Regions from separate parts of the Sus scrofa genome. Here region 1 is linked to region 2. The links are chromatin contacts, called in public HiChIP or PLAC-seq maps. All regions are on one chromosome and are shown on one strand. Each heading gives the region's core, a stretch centred on a gene start, on an enhancer-like site or on the middle of the called end of the contact. The rest is flanking DNA. Distances are from core to core; before and after follow the strand shown. Region 1 overlaps ABHD17A (protein ABHD17A). Region 2 overlaps MKNK2 (MAP kinase-interacting serine/threonine-protein kinase 2).

Region 1 (5,886 bases), core at 1,801-4,300, 150 kb before region 2:
ACAGTCACATACACAATCCAAGTCAAACACAAATTCAGGTTGAAAAAAATATATATATATATATATCGGCTGCACCCGCAACATATGCAAGTTCCCAGGCCAGGGATGAACTGCACCACAGCAGCCACAACACCAGGTCCTTAACCTGCTGAGCCACCAGGGAACTCCAAAATACTTTTTTGTTTTTGTTATTGTTACCTTTTTCTTTTCTTTTTTTTTTTTTTTTTTTTTTTTGTCTTTTTAGGGCTGCACCCGCAGCATAAGGAGGTTCCTAGGCTAGGGGTCAATTCAAAGTTGCAGCTGCTGGCCAAAGCCACAGCCACAGCAACACCAGGTCCAAGCTGCATCTGCGACCTACACCACAGCTCACGGCAACACTGGTTCCTTAACCCACTGAGCAAGGCCAGGGATCCAACCTGGGTCCTCATGGATACTAGTCAGATTTGTTTCTGCTGTGTCACAATGGGAACTCCCAAAATACTTAAAAAAAAAGACAATGGGCTAATTTTCTTTTTTTGTTTGTTTTTTGTCTCTATAGGGCCACACCTGCAGCATATGGAGGTTCTCAGGCTAGGGGTCCAACCGGAGCTATAGCTGCCAGCCTACACCACAGCCACAGCAACGCGGGATCCGAGCCGCATCTGTGACCTACACCACAGCTCAAGGCAACGTTGGATCCTTGACACACTGACCGAGACCAGGGATCGAACCCACATCCTCATGGATGCTAGTCGGGTTCGTTAACCACTGAGCCATGACGGGAATACCTTAATTTCCTTGATACGTATAAAAGTGCTCCTAGAAAACAACATCAAGAACTGAATAGAAAAATGGACAAATACAAATATTCCAAATATGTTGGAGTTACCATTTTGGTTCAGTGGTAACAAACTTGACTGGTATCCATGAAGATGCAGGTTCAATCCCTAGCCCTGCTCAGCAAGTTAAGTATCTGACATTTCCAGGAGCTGTGGTGTAGGTCACAGATGTGGCTTGGATCCAGTGTTGCTATGGCTGCAGTGTACTGTGGTTTGGATCCTTAGCCATATGCTGCATATGCCATAGCTGCAGCCATAATAAAGCAAATAAAATAAATACATGTATGTAATACATACAGATTTTTTTCACTTTTTTTTTTTTTTGGTTTTTCGGTTTCTTTTTCTTCCCCCCCCCTTTTTTTTCTTGCCACACCTGCAGCATGCAGAAGTTCTCAGGCCAGGGATCCAAACCACACTACTGCAGTGACCCTAACCACAGCAGTGACAATGCCAGATCCTCAACCACCAGATCTCCAGGGAATTCACTAGACTTTGCCACTTTCTATATTAATGGTAGAAATGATCAGCATAAAAATAAATCTAACAGAAGCAATGAGCTGTTTGATTATACTTCTGGGAAATACAGACAAAGTTGCAATGAAATGCTATTTTCCTTGTATTTTAGGGCCACACCCATGTCATATGGAGGTTCCCAGGCTAGGGGTAGAATTGGAGATGTAGCTGCCAGCCTACGCCAAATCCAAGCTGAGTCTGCAACTTACACCACAGCTCACAGCAACGCCAAATCCTTAACCCACTGAGCAAGGCCAGGGATCGAACCTGCACCCTCATGGATGCTAGTCAGATTTGTTTTCATTGAGCCACCACAGGAACTCCTGAAATACTATTTAAAGAGCTCATAGGAGTCCCCTGGTGGCTTAGTGGGTTAAGGATCTGGTGTGGTCACTGATGTGGCCATGGTCACTGCTGTGGCATAGGCTGGATCCTCGGTCAGGAACTTTCCCATGCTGCAAGCACAGCCAACAAATAAATTTTAAAAAGTCACATACCCATTTAGAGATTGATGGAGAGAAAGTCCTTCCACCTAGCCCTTCCTTCCTAGCAGTAAGGAATTCAGCCTACAGAAAAACTACTACTTGGGTAGGAAGACATTTGGACAAGGATACTTGACGTAGCACTGTCTGTTACAGAAAACTGGAAAAAAAAAAACTAAATTTCAACAAAGAAACAGGATAAATTACAGTGCTAATAAAATATGCTGCAGCCACTAGGACTGAATCCAGTCTATATGTTGGAACATAAACACTCTCCAAGCCACCGTGAGTTAGCGCACACTTTCACATAAACTTATTAGATACACAAGTATACTTTCTTTGCTGAAACATAAGAAATTCTTTTTATCTCTGCCCCAGAGGAAGGGAACTAGGCCTGGACGTCCGGAGTGGGAAGAACACAGAGTTTTCACCCAAAGCTCTTTTACACTCAACTTTTTTTTACTGTGTGTCCCAAAACATTTTTCTTCACTTGTAAGCCATCGCTTTGGACTTAAGGAATTTGCATCTGATGAGATGAAAAGACAATGGTCTCTGCGACAAGGGCAGCACCAGGAGTCAGTCAGTGGGAGCACTGGGCAGAGGGTCAGGGTCGGGGGCTTTGGGGAAGAAATGCTGCAGCAAGAGGCTGAGAGGGGTCAGACGTGTAGAGAAACGTTAGCCTTGCTGAGACGTATGGGCACAGAGATCACCCTGTGCAAGGACCCCGCGGCGGAAAGGACGAATGAGCGAGAGGACCCGCAGTTCGCGGCTTTCCTGAGTGCACATCCCATGTTCAGATTTGCTCCTAGACGTCCTGGATTATCAAACACGACCCTAGACTCGCAGCAAGAGGGTCCGTGGGGCTCGGGAGGGACGAAGGCACAGAACCTTCCCGCCCACCACCAGGGCCGGGCACCATCCTGGGTTAGAGACGGCGGGACCGAAATCGGGACCGGGGGCACTCCCGGCTCTTCGAGCGCCCCAGGAACAATTCCCAGTTGCGAAGCACAGAAAGCGCTGCGAGGCCTCGCCCCGCTCGGCGTCAACGCTGACACACAGCCACGCCGGCGTCTGTCAGCCCACTGGATGAGCCCTCACGGGCGGAACGGCGGCAAGGGCAGGGACGGCTGGCCGGGGTCCGAGCCGCCGCCACTTACCGCCGAGGCCACGGCTTCCTCCAGTTCCGCCGCCTGCCGCTGCGTCTGCGCGCGCCACCCCACTTCCGCTTCCGCCCCCGCTGTGACCCCTCAGCGCTGTCCCGCCCCCCAACTGGCCGAAACACCGCCCTCTCTTAAAGGGGCCGCGGAGCTCTAGAGGCCAAGGAGGAAGCACCTCCAGGTCCTGGCCTCGCCACTGCCCAGTGCCCAAACACATGCCCAGTCGCCTCCCGATCTCTGAGGCCGTCCTCACTCTAGAACGCCCCCGTCAGAAGTCTCAGGGGGCACTCCGCAGGATCCGGGTGAGCCCGGCGTCCGGTCAGGGTCCAGGGAGACCCTGGGCCATCCCGGTCTTCAAGGGCATCCCGGGCGGAGGATACAGCTCGGACCAAGGCCCCAAGGCGTGTTGTGGAAGAGCTCCGCGTGACCTCATTTCTGGGGAGACCCCACGAGGCCTCAGGCTTGCTGCTGTCTTCCACTGGGTCCAAAAGCCTGGGTTTGCTAAAGACTCTCTGGGACCCCTCTCTATGCAGGGGTCTGAGGACAGGTGGGGCGGAAATCACAAGCACAGTCTGTGTACAGAAAGGTGCCTGCCTCTCTGGGACCCCAGAGAAGTCCTGGTCCAGATCCGCCGCGGCCACTTCCACACCCAGTACTGTCTTGGAAACAGGGAGCCACCACCCTCCCCTGGCTCACTCTAGGACCCGAACCCCAACCCTCTTCTGTAGGGAGAGTAACCCGATACCTGCAATTGTGCTGAACTTTCCTGGGGGGTTGTGGACAAAGTCCAGAGCTTGCGGAGCCCCAGGAAAAGCACACTAAAGTCAAGAAAGGGAAAGGAACTTTAAAATTTTTAATCTTTAATTTGTTTTCACGTTTTTCCTTCGTTTTGCTTCCAAAAGGAAAGGAGAGCGTAGCTCCGTTGCCTGTACATTGTCCACGCCCCTGGATGAGGGGCAGGTCCCAACGCCTGCCTACCGGCTGCCTGGAGGGCAGTGCTTGGGGAGCCCGGGGATTCACATGCAGCCCCCAGCGCCGGGGCGAGGTCCGGGCGCCGCCTTATCGCTGAGGTCCGTTAGGCTAGGTGCGCTGGCTGGGCAGCTCCTGGGAGATGAAGCGGCGTAGGCGCTCCAGGTACTGGCTGTAGAGCTCGATGTCGTTGTGCCCAGCGCCCTCTACCCATAGGGGCTCCACGGCCTTGGGGCAGCGCTCGTAGAGCGCCAGCCCATGCGAGAAGTCGATCACCTCGTCCTCCGTGCCGTGGATGATGAGCACCGGCGACGTGATTTTGGACACCTTCTCGATGCTGCGGGGCGGGGCACGTTAGGCCTCCGCGCCCCACCCCCGCCGAGGCCCCACCCCTGAGCTCCGCCCCCCGCCCTCAGATCCCGCCCCGCGCTCACTTGGGGAACGCGTCAAAGCAGTAGGTCTTCTTGGTGTCAGGGAAGGCGACGCGCATGCCCGAGGTGAGCGGGGAGTGCAGCACCACCGCGGCGCACTCGTAGCGCGAGGCCAGGTCCACAGTGGGCACAGTGCCGATGCTCTGCCCGTACAGGACGATGCTGTCCGGGCTGATGCCGTACCTGGCAGCGGTGGGGTCTGGATCAGCTGTGATGCCACAGGCACACACCCCTCCCACTGCCCGCCCATTCTCCACGCAGGCTCCAGGCAATAGGGTCAGGCCCAGGGACCCTCCCCTGCCCCCAACACCGAGGCAGTCCGCTCATTTGGAAGGCAGAACCCGGACAGGAGTGAGGGAAGCTGGCCGATCACCACCCCAGGCCGCCTGGCTGTACCCTCAGTTGCCACAGGTCACACCTGGCCAGTGCCCCTGTGAGGAGAGTTGAGAGGCATTGAGGTGCACTGCACTGTAGTTCCTGGGAGCGGTCCCTAGGGCCTCGCCTGCTCCTCCTGGCCACCCCCCACCCCTACACACACTTGGCCAGGGCCACATGCAGGACCTGCTTGGGCCCTTCCTGTTCCTGCTGTGCGGAATTGGCCAGTCCCTCCTGGTGGCCCTGGAAGGGGGCACATCTTCCTCCCAGCACCCGCACCCTCACCCATCCCTGGCCCTGGGAAATAGAGGCAATCATGTCCTCTGATGTCTCAGCCAGTTTGCAGCCCCTCAGGTGCTCAGTACAACACTGAAGGACAGGAAGAGCTGCTCCCGAGGGAACAGTGGGTGGCCACCACCTCCTTCTCTGGGCACCTTCCCTACAGAGTGGCCAGGTTATAGGCACGACTCCCATATCCAGACCTTCCCTCCCCTGGTACAGCTGATCCAGCCCTACGACTCCCATGTGCCCTTTCCTGACACAAAGACCCCCCCTCACTACCCTCCCAGCGCAAGGGTCCTCCCTGGCCTACCTTTCACACACCCACAGCCCTGACCTCAAAGGGCATCCCCTCTTCCCAGCGGCCAGGGAAGGTCTGCGTCTCACCTGGGCAACCCACCTGGGTACTCGGGGGCCATCTTCACTGTTTCCACTACCAGGCCTTGCAGATGCCACCTGGCCTTGTGCCCACCACCCTGGCCACTCTTCCCCGGCCTGCTTCCAGGTTTGCAATGACCACCACTGTGCTGGGCACCAGTGCAGTCCTATCAGTCAGCTCCAGGCAGGGACCCCCAGCTGCCACCTGGCTCTCTCCCCCTGGATAAACTCAACAGCTGCCGGATGGCATGGCTCTTCTTTCCAGACCTTCCCAGCCCCAGGTCACTTCTTGGACCCAAGTCTCCTATCCTCCTGCTGACTCTGGCTGTTGGGGATGAGAGACCAAGTCTCCGGAGGTCAATGCTGACAGATGACAGAGCTCAGAACCCTCACCTACCAAGAGGTAAGATTCTGCCATCCGGCATTCCCGTCATGGCTCAGCAGAAACAAATGTGACTAGCATCCAAGAGGATGCAGGTTCAAT
Region 2 (6,376 bases), core at 3,201-5,700:
ATTAGAACCGCACCACAGCAGTTGGCCATGAGGGTAGATGGAGGGCACCTCCTGAACCCCAGGTGTGATCCTCTGTGCTCTCCGGGTAACAGATCCAGTTTGCTGGGACACCTGCTCCAAGCCCCATTTACCGAGGTGCAGACAGGTCACAGCATCGGAATGGCTTTAGCACCTCCAGCTCCGGGATTTTCCTGCCACTTCTCCAGAGGACGTGGAAGGGGCGGGACCAGCTGAGAGGAAACCACAAACATCAAATGTATAGGAGCAGCTCTGAGAACAGGCTGTGCCTGGCAGCGGCTGCAACTTGGCCAGCAACAGGGGGCAGGCAGAAGTCAGTGGCACAGCCTGGCAGGGCTGGACAGGGCTTGGTGCCACCTGAGAGGGCGGTGGCTTGGCATGTGGTACCCACCCTATTCCCCCCCCACCACGTATACCAGGTCAGGCAAGGGACTGGGAGGCACCCAGAGGCATTGAGATGGGGCATGTGGGGGGACCAGGTGGGGTCACTGCAGGCTTTGAGAGGAGGGCACTAGGGCGCAGGGCCCAGCTACTTGGTGTCCCTGAAGATTCTTTCTGAAGTGCTAGGAGGGGGAGGGTGTCCCACCTGCCAAGCCTGGGGTCCTAACCTGGATGGGGATCCTGGTGCCTAAGTCTTGCCAGGAGTCCTTCCTGACAGTCCAGAGCACCCCTGCCCCCCAAGCCCCACCTTGGCAACGTGCAGGCTGTTTCCAGGCACTGGAAGGTACCTCCTCACTGGCCAGCACCTGTCTGTTCTGTGGCCTCCCAGCCATCACCCTCACTGGGCTGCCTGCAAGGGTGACAATGGCTCACTTGGTCCTCTGGGCCCCAAGCCCACACTCCACGTGGCGGCAAGAAGTCCTACCAAAAATGACATCCAATGGGGGTCTGTGCCCTGCTCACATTCCTTCTACGTGTGTCCACCCAGGGGTAGTAAAACATCCAGACAAAGGTACACAGACATTCACAGCAGCACGACTCACAGCACCCAAAAGTGGGAAACTCAGCCTCCCTCTGTGGATGATGGATAAATACAATGTGGTCCGTACAATGGAGCATCACTCGGTCAGGAAAAAGAGAGAGACACCACGTTCACTGCAATGTGGATGGGCCTTGAGGACCTGATGTTCACTGAGAGAAACAGACACAGAGATTCCAGGGACCAAGCCTTGACCGGCCCACCCCTGACCAGCCTGCTCCCCACCCCAGGCCCTGTAGGGGTGACATCATTTGTCTCTTGATCTTCTCACCATGCAACTTTCTTGCCTCACCTGGTTTCTCTCAGATCCCTGCTTGTCAGAAGACGAAACTGACAAGCATGGCAGTCTGGAAAGGGGCTGGGATTCCAGACCCTGCTGCTGCCCTTAACAACTGAACTTCACTGCCCCCTTTTGTCTCCTGCCTCCAGGAAGTCTTCCCTGTTCCACTTCCTCTCCCTTCCCCCAACCTCCCAGGATCAGAAGTTGGCCCTGGGCTGCCCAGCAGAGACCTGCATACAGTAAGAATGTAATCATGGCTGAGGGGATTAAGTCTACAGAGGGAGGAGAGCCAGCCAGGAGGGGGAGGTTTGAATTACTGGGGTTTACTGAATTAAGTTGCATTGTCTAGGGGTGCCCCTCCCCCACCAAAAGCTGGTTTCCTGCTTCCCCTTGGATCTGCAACAACAGCATGCTTTACCCCACCTAACCTTGGTTGTGGGGTGACACAGGAGAGCTCCCACAGCCAGGCCTCTCGATCTACCCTCTGTTGTGAGGAAGCCCAAACCGCACGGGGGACCATGTGCCAGCCTTGCCCTCGGACCAGCCCCCACCTGTGGATGACCGACCCAGGTGTCCCGGAGCAGAGCCGAGCAGTTACAGGGCAACAGAAAACCAGGGGGTGCGCGCGCAAACTAGTTTTTATGACTTTTATTAAATCCTTACAAAACAGAATATAAAATTCCGGCATTGACAGTTGGTGTCAAGGAAAACTTCTGAGCTGTATCAGTTCACCTGGTACAGTGGAGTTAAAGTGCTTGGATGTTTTTTCCCCCACTTTAAAAAAAAGTTGGTTTTTTTTTGTCTTTTTTACACATCTTAACATTGAAACACTGCTATTCCCCCTTCCCCCAGCGCCAGAGCAGCCTGGGACCAGGTTGCTCATTCACAGTAACGGTTCTGACCAGTCCTCCGGGCCGCGCTGTCGATGACAGGGGGGAGGAAGTGGCTGTCCCACCTTTGAAGGAAAAAAAAAAAAAAAAAGCTGCTCACAGCTCAGCTTTCCCTAGTAAAATGGCCATGGCGCCGGCTGCGGGAGAATCCATTTGTTTTTTTTTTTACAAAAAGGCAGAATCCCCAAAATTGCAAAACGTGGAATCACTGATGGGCGAGAAATGATGGGGGGTGGCCTCCCCACCCCCAGTCTTTGGAAAGGCCAGTCCACAGATCCGGGCGGGCGGGGGCGGCGGCCCCCCACCAGCCACCACGGACTGCGACAATCTACGAGGCTGAGAGGGCCGCAGAGACCGCACCCGAGCCACCCCTCCCCCCCCACATTCAAGTATTTTTCAACAGGGAAGGGAAGCGAACCGCTGTCTTAAGAAACTAAGGAAATGGGCGAACAGCTAGAAGCCAGACGGCCGCGGGGCGCCCCGCTGGCAGAAGCACGTGTGCGGTAAAAAAGAAAGCCTGGATTGCATAGTGTCCCACCCGAGGGCGCAGGGCGTCAGAGTCTCCCCGGCCCCGCGGGTCACGCGACTTCTGACTCTGGCGCGGGCGGAGGGGGCGTGGCGGCCGCGGCCTTTCCTGAAGGCGGGCGGGGCAGAGACACCGCCCTTGGGGGTCGGGGGATTCTGAGACGCCCGGAGTAGGGGGCCGACAGAGCTTCCACGCCAGAGCCGGGGAGCGACCGGGCGTGACGTGGCCATGATCAGACTGAGCCCTGAGAAAAGGCACTCGGGTGCCCGGGTGGAGGGGGTCCGCGGGACCCCCCCGTTGGCTGACGGCCGCCTGTCTGGCCCCCCCACCTCCTCTAGCGCCACTCTCCCGGGTGGACTGTCCCCGGGGGGGCTAAGGGCCCCGGTCATTTGCAGCTTAAGGTCAGGATCCGAGGGAGCCCGGATTGTCAGTTAGCAGGGGGTCCAGTGGGCGGAGCCACCCCGCCCGCCCCCAGGTCCCCCTTTTACGACAGAGACCTGAGAAGCCCCTGCCCCCGCCCCGCTCCCAGGGTGTCTGTGGGGAGGGAAGAAGCTACCGTCTCGTCAAGGGAGGTGGGGGGCGACCCGTCCCTGAAAATACTGTGAGCGTGGGGAGGGGGACGCGCGGTCCGGCTCCCGCTCGCCCGCCCGGGAAGACGCCGCGCCCTCCTCTCCTGAGTCACGCGGGCGGCGGGGAGGGGCCTTCACAGTACCGGGCGCATCTGGGGCCGGGGCGGCGGGAGGGGGCCCACCCAGCCGCACGCCCTCCGTTCTCCTCCCCGGCGCCCGCTTTGCTTTTAACACCGTTAAGAGGGGGGAAAAATCTTTTTTTAAAGAAAGGGAACAGAAAAAAAGAAAAAAAACCCAACAGCAGAAACCTTATATAAAAAGACCCCCCGGAGCTGAGCTTAGCGCCTAGGAAGCCAGCTGGGGGGCGGGCAGCCCGCTGGTCACCCGCAGGCAATAGCTTAAAAAAATCTTTAGATCTGAAGGGGGTGGGGCGGCCTATGTACAGAGGGAAGGAGGGGGTCACGCGTGCTCTCCCACCAGGACCACGGGAGCGGCGGACAGGCTGGCACGCTGCCGCCGCTGGGCCAACTTGGACTGGGAGGGCGGGGAGAGCTGCAGGCAGCGTGAGGTAGCTCGGATGACCACGGGCTGGTCCTGCCCCGCCTCCTCGGCCGCGTCCTCTTCTCGCTGGGCCAGCTGCCGGTTCATGGCAATGGCCTCGGCTGCGAACGAGGTAAGGTCTTTGGCACAGCTGTTCCTGGGGACAGCGGGGGCGGGCGTGGGGATGGGTCACCAAATAGAGGGAGGTAGCCACCGTCCCCCTGCTTCCCTCGGGAGCCCTGGGGTCTGTGCAGTTCCTTGGGAGCGGGGCCCCAAGAGACCCTGGCCGCTGGGGGAAGGGGTCTAGAACCTCTGCTAAGGTCCCAAATCCGTCACCCAGTACAAGGACACCCAAGCACTTGAAGAGCTTCTCGCCACACGACTTAAGTTTTTTTTTTCTGTCTTCTTTAAACATCTTCACATGTGGCGCCCCCTCCTGGACCCGGGGTTTCCCACACGGGCCTTACCTCTGCAGGACCATGGGCGTGGGCAGCGTGTTCTCTGGGGCGCACTGCAAGGAGAAAAGAAAGGGCAGTCTGAATAGCAGAGCCTGGCCCGCCCTCTGGGGCGCCCAGCGGTCTGTGAGAGGGGCAAGAGTTAAAGCCCTGCACCTGCCCCGGAACTGAGCCAGGCTGGGGGGAAGGGAGGCGCAGCAGGAGCCCCGCCCTAGTGGGCGGGGCCTGAGTCTCACCAAAGCCACTCCCTCCAGATGGTTCCCAGCTGCGGAAAGGGGTTGGGAACCCCTTCCACCAGCCCATCCGCCTTGACAGTGGGGCCCTAGTGCCAGCTTGTACTTTTGGGTAAGGCCCCTGCCCTGCTGGCCTCCCTGCCTGGGATGGCAGCCCATCTGGGAGGCACCCACTGGGCAGAAGAAACATCTTTTCTTGGATTGGTGGGGACAAATCTCTGGACAGGGTTAGCAGGGCATGGATCTACCCTGGCTTGCTGCCCACCCTGCTACCTGGCTGACCTCAGCTTCATGCTGTTTGAGGCCTGAAGAGGCCCCAGTGCCTCCAGGACACAGGGCCTGGCAAATAGCTAAGAAGTAACTCCTGCAGTCCCCTGGCCCAGTCAGGGCAGGGGTCTTGATGCTGGGCTGCTGAAGGTTCTAGTACCCTTGCCCATCCACAGAGGCTGGATGGAGGTGAGTGGCCTCCCACGCCTCCCAGGGGATGCAGCTGGAGACTCACCCCCTGCACCCAGGGATGCTGCAGGACTTGGGCAGCGCTCAGCCTCCGCTTGGCATCACGGACGAGGAGCTTCGAGATGAGGTCTTTGGCAGCGAAGGAGATGTGGGCCCAGTCCTTCTCAGGAAACTCGTACTTACCCTCCTGAATGCTCTCAAACAGCATGTTCTGGAGAGGACACAGGAGAGAGGGGTCATTTCAGCCAGCAAGGGTGGAGGCCAGAACTGCTTAATGGGCAAGCCTGGACCCGGAGGAGCACTGCACGGGAACACAGGAAGTGAGTGACACTTCCATCAGGGCCCCCACAATCCACCACATTGAGTATGACCTGGGCCCAGGGAAAAGGGCCCTGGCTGCAACCCCCCAATACAGCAGGATGGACAGAGGGCTGAAAAGTGCCCTGAGATCAGCCAGCAAGACCAGTAGTTCTGGGGGGCCAAGGAAGGCAAGGACCCAGTGGTCTGGAAATGGCTGGTAGGCTGGACCAGAGTGGCTTCAGGGAGGAACTCGGTAGGTTCTGCCCAAATGGAGACCAATTTACAAGCCAGATTTTGGGGTCACTGGGCCGTGAACCCTGAGCCGCCTACAGTGCATAGAGGCTAGAACCTGATCACCCCAAATCATAGGCCTCACTCCTACTTCAACTCCCTGACCCAACTGCTTTCTCCAGGGGGGTGGGGAACCCAAAGAGTCTCTGGGAACCCAGGAAGGCCAGGCAGGCACTGCCCTATGGATGTCATCAGTGGTTAGAGGCCAAGCCCTAAAGGACTCTCAAGGGGTACACCCAGCAGGGCCTTGGGTGGGTGTAAGTGTGGACGTCCACAGGCCGGCCTTGGGGTGCACTGGACAGTCCTGGGGGATGCTCGGTCTAGGTCCACCAAGGTGAGGGGTAGCTCTCTGCATGGACGAGGCCTTTGGGGTGCACTGGGCAGGCAGAGGTGGGAGTTTACAGTCCAGGTCCCAGAGTGTGTGAGCGCGAGTGCACGCGTGTGCCTGCCTTGGCAGGCCTGGTGGGGTGCTCGGGTGAGGGGTGCACGGGAGGCCCCTACTCGCACCTGGCAGGCAGGGCAGGCCTCTCCGCGGTCCCAGCCGCAGTCGCTGCCGCAGTGGCCCACGAAGGGCGGGTAGCCGCTAAGCAGTATGTAGAGGATGACGCCCAGGCTCCAGAGGTCGCAGCGCTTGTCGTAGATGCTGGCTTCCTCGCTGAAGGCCTCCACCACCTCCGGGGCCATGTACTCAGCGGAACCGCACTGCGGGCGGGGGGCAGGGTGGGGCATTAGGGCCCGGCGGGGGTGGGAAGCGGCGGGAAGCAGCGTCCACAACTGGGACTTCCCTGAGACCGCAGCCAGACAGCCCCGCCAGACCAATCAGAGGCTGCCGAGGGGGC

Evidence for each region. HiChIP or PLAC-seq counts read pairs in DNA pulled down with a chosen protein or histone mark.
Region 1: a contact with region 2 is called in an H3K27ac HiChIP or PLAC-seq map of alveolar macrophages. The contact joins two enhancer-like sites. A contact is called at or near these places in 2 of 5 promoter capture datasets (fetal liver and fetal skeletal muscle) and 1 of 2 datasets of contacts at active chromatin or transcription factors (alveolar macrophages).

What each region holds. Positions count from the first base shown.
Region 1 is chr2:76,664,480-76,670,365 of Sscrofa11.1, reverse strand. ABHD17A (protein ABHD17A) reads right to left here. Exons shown (of 5, transcript XM_003122999.6): 4 at 4,374-4,553; 5 at 3,805-4,276. The coding sequence ends at 4,051. Among named protein-coding and RNA genes, the nearest start is that of ABHD17A, 9.4 kb to the right of the region's middle. Within about 2 kb of position 3,050, at least 75 of the 83 cell types and tissues checked have an H3K27ac peak or open chromatin away from gene starts, as enhancers often do. A contact at or near this core is called in alveolar macrophages, fetal liver and fetal skeletal muscle, where this site is marked.
Region 2 is chr2:76,518,420-76,524,795 of Sscrofa11.1, reverse strand. MKNK2 (MAP kinase-interacting serine/threonine-protein kinase 2) reads right to left here. Exons shown (of 15, transcript XM_021084205.1): 12 at 6,045-6,239; 13 at 4,993-5,157; 14 at 4,270-4,313; 15 at 1,911-3,924. The coding sequence ends at 3,372. Among named protein-coding and RNA genes, the nearest start is that of MKNK2, 11 kb to the right of the region's middle. Within about 2 kb of position 4,450, at least 48 of the 83 cell types and tissues checked have an H3K27ac peak or open chromatin away from gene starts, as enhancers often do. A contact at or near this core is called in alveolar macrophages, fetal liver and fetal skeletal muscle, where this site is marked.